Linked DNA regions of Gasterosteus aculeatus: region 1 is linked to region 2. A link is a contact called in public Hi-C data. All regions are on one chromosome and are shown on one strand. Each heading gives the region's core, a stretch centred on a gene start, on an enhancer-like site or on the middle of the called end of the contact. The rest is flanking DNA. Distances are from core to core; before and after follow the strand shown.

Region 1 (2,700 bases), core at 148-2,647, 82 kb before region 2:
CACCCTGGACTGGTCGCCAGCCAATCGCAGGGCTACACAGAGACACACAACCATTCACACACCTACGGGCAATTTAAAGTCACCAATTACAGCGCGCACACACACACACACACACACACACACACACACACACACACACACACACACACACACACACACACACACACACACACACACACACACACACACACACACACACACACACACACGCACACACACACACACACACGCACGGCATCACTTTAAAAGGAACTGATGAGTGTTAGGGTTGTATGCTGTAACTTCATCTCCTGGCTCCTTTGGAATAGAGCAGTTCACTAATCCACTAATCCAGATGTATTGGAAGGGAAAAGGAATGAATAATATTTCAGCATCGCTGTAATTTGGGGTATGAACTTAACAGACATGTTTACCTTTGTTGTGTTATAAATCCTTTTTCTAAGCTGTAATAAAGATGTGTGGCTGCAGCTCCATCCAGTGCAATTCTTTGGTGTTGCATTGGTGAGGAAGAGTTGGTTGTTGGTGACCGAGTGTGGAACCGAGGCACAGACACTACTGATGTGTCATTTTCAGTGGTTACAATTACATGAAAGTTCACGATAGATTTTTTACAATCCTTGTCTTGGTATATTCACCCCTCATGCAGAGACTCGATCCTGGGTAACATTGGCAACATGTGCCTCATGTACCGGATTTACTCGAGCCGGAGTCGCTGTCGTGGGAAGCGTCAACTGTTATAGATGATGATTGTGTGACAGACAAATCCCCCCCGTGGATACAACATAACCAGAGGGGCTCTATTCAACCTGGGATGCCAGAAACGTGGAGCTTTTTTGGGGACAGGTGTAACGTTAGTTAGTTGTGATCTACTGAACCGCAGATTGAACGCAGTGGTTAGCTTGTGTGATGACGTTAACACCTTGACCGAGCACAGCAAAAGCTCAAGGTTTTGACCTCTTATAGCGAGTAAATAAGCCAAAACGTGCACCCAAGTGATTTAAAATCAAAATATGGTTTCAATCCCAGTCAACATTGGTCCCGTCTCTTTACGTCAGCCTGTCAACTGCGTAGCTAACCGCTAACTTTGACTTTAGCAGTGAGTACGGTTGTGACGTAGTAGTTGTGCTAGCAGCCGTTAGCCGCACGTTAACCTACCTGGTATTCAGAGGACTGTTTATCCGGCAGAGAGCCGAGTCGAGCTACTTGGTCGGCGTAGTAAGACCTCGTGTAAGCCGGAGACAAACTCCTGCAACGAAGCAACCACGGCTTTACCGTCCTCAGAAGCATTTTAATGCTCACGACTGTCTAACCGTGCACTTTGTAGATGCTAGCTTGCTAGCTAATCTAGCGTCGATCCTCTTCTTCTGTGGTTAATGGTAGTAGACTCTGGTAGTGGGCTCTTTATCGCCACCTGTCTTATACACAAACTGTGTGCGCTCCACACCTGAGACTCGTATCTCAGGTGGTAATAGTTATTACAAATGTAATGTAATAATGTAATTGTAATAAATACATCAATACTTTCGCTTTGAAGTGTTCACATTTACCTTAGGAATCTTGTAAGATTTCTATTATATTACAGAGTTCCGAAAAAGAAATAAAACTGCCTTCATCTCCCATAATAATTTTCATCCAATATGTAGAGTAGTTTTTCTCTGATTTCTGTGATTTCAAATTAAGTATAACCTAACTTTACCAGAGTTTATTTCAATTGTAAAGCGTGTTCATATAAAAGAACCCAAGATGGTAAATAGCAGATGAAATTATACAGATACATACTGCCATCATGTGGCTTTAACAAGCATTACGCACCCAAAATCACTGCATAGTTTGTGTGCGTGTGTATGTGCGTCTGAAAAACTTTCTATATTAAATGTATTCTCCAGCAGTTAAAATTTTCTGAACTTTCTATCCATCCATCCATCCATCCATCCATCTTCAAACCGCATATCCGTCATCCAGGGTCGGGTGGCTGGAGTCAATCCCAGCTAACTTCGGGCGAGAGACTACTCCCTAATATAGATTTATACCATTTTTTTTAAAGCATTAAATATTAATATATACTCTTCATTTTGTGTTTACCCATAGGTAGGAGTTTTGATATGCAGTATTAACCTCAGGAATAAAGCCACACCCTAAAGTATAGGAAACTCCTATTTGACTGTAACATACGCAACATTGAAACGGACAGAGAAGAGACCGTGTCCTGTTTTTAGAAAAGGCAGCTAAAGTTGATTTTAAGTGTAAATTAGAGTTAGCCTAAAAGCTTCACAAAAAACAACCCTTCTGACCCCCTCCGTGCTTTATTTGAGCAAGAGAACCTTTGGCTGAGTATCCGCTGAAGAGCATTCCAAACCAAGAGCTTGGTTAATTTAGTTTTAAGAGGCCTTTCTCCAACGCTTACACCCATTCTGTCAGCATGCATAGAAATGTCTTTGACCTCCACTCAAATGGATGCTCCTGTTTTCTTAGGGAATACACCATTCTCCACTCTGTGCAAACTTGAACCCTCTCACTCATCCATCTCGCTCTACTTTGCCGTGACCCCTGAGCTCTTCCCTCTGCCGCGGCGCGCTGATGTGACAGAATAGATAGAGGCATGAAAAGCCTCTTAACGGTACAATAAAAAAAAAAAATGAATAACATATTTTAATGATTGGAAGTGGAGTGCGGGAAAGCTGTTAAAATGCAAACACGGGT
Region 2 (2,700 bases), core at 136-2,635:
GTGTATCATTTTACAGGTCTAGTGGTTTTATATTACTTGATTATTTTGTGAGATAAAGACAATAAAACAAACCGATCAACATTGCTAAATAATTCACATGTAAAGAAATATTCTTGAGCAGCAAAAAATGTTTAAATAACTCATTATTGTTCATTATGTTATTGCCAACAACAAACGTAAATTTGAGATCATTCCTACATTGAGGAGTGTATTTGGACTTCAGAGTAAAGTAACTATAATTGTTACGGTGTGTTGGCTGGAGTGGCAGAGCAGCTTTAAAATAACCCACACAGCTGCTGCCCTCATAAATAACTATACGTAATAACAACTTATATACACGGACTTATTAGTTGCTTCCTCAATCCCTTTGAATCCAGTGTCGAGAAGGGCTGCAGGCCTTTAACCACAAACTGCTCCTTGACACTCACCCTCTCCTGTGTCACCTTCCCTGCAGCAACTAGCGCAAACATTTATGTTGTGAACATTTACAAAGCGACAGAGCGCAGAGGGCAACGCAACTTTATTTCCGCTGAGATCTCCCTCCTTCATTTCTAACGTTGCGATGATAGAAGCGTTACTTCTGACCCTTACTGATACTGCAGATAATCGTCGGGTCACCTTTACGACCGGGTGTTGGGGAGCACATGTTGGAGGTAGTGGACTTTCCCCACAAAGGTTTTAAACTTCACTGAATTACCTATTTGAAAATCAGCGGCTGGAGTTTGGAGATACTTACTCATAGAAACCATTGGAGGCGTTGATGATGTCATAGATCATGGACGACTTCTGCTTGTTGAGCGTCTCCATGGCAGCGCTGCCGCCGTTGTTCTTAATCCACTCCAGAACCAGACCCATGATGTAGATGCTGAACCAACAGAATTCAGTTCAACAATCATTCTGCATACCGCAACAATCGTTTTGGAAAATCCTTAGAGCAACATTTCAATATATTGGGTAAAGAAAAAACGGACGTGCTAAATATTTACCCAGAGTTAAAAGATAAATGATCATGCTACATATAAAGCAGCAGCTGTTTAGCTTAGCATACAATAAAGCCTAGAGAGGTAACTTCCCTATGAGAGGAACCAAAAGAGCAAAATCACCTGGTGTTAGGACTCATTCCTGCAGCACTGTCAAGTAAATTATCCACCAGGAAACATAAATGTTGAAGTACAGTATTTGTTGGATTTATAAAAAGGTGCAGATGACGTAAGAGCAAAGCCAGCTGTTTCATCCGTTTCCTGTTTCTACGTCAAGCTAAGCTAACCTCTGGGTACATCTTGAAAAATGTAAAATGCCACCAGGTTGTACCTGAAACATGGCGGCGTGTTGTAGAGGGAGTTCATTGCAGCCTGCACCTTGTAGTCCAGAACAATGGGACACTCCTTCAGAGCGTGCCCCAGCAAGTCCTCTCGCACGATGACAACGGTTACCCCGGCGCAGCCGACGTTCTTCTGAGCGCCGGCAAAAATCAGCCCGAACTAGACAAGAGCACACATGGCTTTATCGTATTAGAACTCCAACCATTTTACATTATACACGTATTTTAAAAGACCCCCCACTTCTCAGAGCAGATTTCCTGACGCAATCCATATGAAACTTTGGGGGTCAAGGATCCAACAACAGAAGATTTTATTCAGTATCAAACCAGTCCTCACCTTTGACACATCCACAGGTCGGGACAGGAAGTTGGAGGACATGTCGCTGACGAGGACCACCCCGTTGGTTTCCGGTCTGAAGTTGTACTCCACGCCGTGGACCGTCTCGTTGCAGCAGTAGTACACGTAGGAGGCCGAGGGGTTCAAGGTCCAGCTGCTGGGGTCGGGGATTTCTGGAGGGCACAACGACAGAAGACAGCGAAACCACTGCCTTTAAATCAAGCCATTGACCTGTTAAAACTTAAATGGGAGGACCAAGAACATTCCTGCTGCTCTCCTTCTGGATCTTGTTCTTTTCAGTATTTTATTTTCCCCACAGTGAACATTTGGCACAAGTGCAGAAACAAATGTGGAAGTAGACTTTTTATTTGCGGGGCCAAATGCTCAGAAAAATGACGGATACCCCTTTCTGGTGAAGGCAGCCTGAAGAATATACATTTACACTGTGAAACTGCCTCCATACGCTCTGACAAACAAAAACAAAAGTTCCAGTCGGACACAACCATGCGGAAAAGGCTGCTCGCATACCAGCGTCTCTGTGGTTGTTGTGGAGCAGCCCGGGCACACAGCCACTTATGGGGATTCAATTGCAGCTTAGATGAATTGAGAACTCTAAATTGATCGTAGCAGTAAATGAGAGCGTGAAGGGTTGTCTGTTGTGCGTCAGCCCTGCGGATCCCCGGCTACCTTAAGGACAGTCAGTCGGGTTTGGATCAGTCCCTCAAGGCCATGAGTAGGAGAAGTGGTTGCAGATAATGATGCAAAAGGACAGTTAAAGCGTAATGAAGCAAAAACAGAATTACTACCAAACGGCTGTATGGCTCGTGTGTGAAATTATGGTAAGTAAAAGGACGATCCAGCAGTATGATAGAAACTACACTCTCTAATGGCCATTAGGGGGCGACTCCAAAAAGAACGGTTTATAGTCTCAATCTCTAGTTTCAAGTCATGTCCAATATAGCATGATGTTCATTTATTAAATGATTGTCCATTTAGCAGAGTATGCTTTAGGGCGGGGTTACTGTGATTGACAGGGCGCTTT

What was found. A called contact is a pair of places that touch in the nucleus more often than the background predicts.
Region 1: a contact with region 2 is called in a Hi-C map of skeletal muscle, with 4 times the contacts expected there. The contact joins the promoter of mccc2 here to the enhancer-like site in region 2. A contact is called at or near these places in 2 of 6 Hi-C or Micro-C datasets (both in skeletal muscle).

Annotation. Positions count from the first base shown.
Region 1 is chr13:4,022,856-4,025,555 of fGasAcu3.hap1.1, reverse strand. It overlaps mccc2 (methylcrotonyl-CoA carboxylase subunit 2), which reads right to left and starts at 1,397. Exons shown (of 17, transcript XM_040195363.2): 1 at 1,156-1,397. The coding sequence starts at 1,287.
Region 2 is chr13:3,940,601-3,943,300 of fGasAcu3.hap1.1, reverse strand. It overlaps psat1 (phosphoserine aminotransferase 1), which reads right to left. Exons shown (of 9, transcript XM_040196372.2): 5 at 1,659-1,831; 6 at 1,312-1,481; 7 at 737-865. Among protein-coding and RNA genes, the nearest start is that of psat1, 4.3 kb to the right of the region's middle. Within about 2 kb of position 1,385, at least 1 of the 9 cell types and tissues checked has open chromatin away from gene starts, as enhancers often do.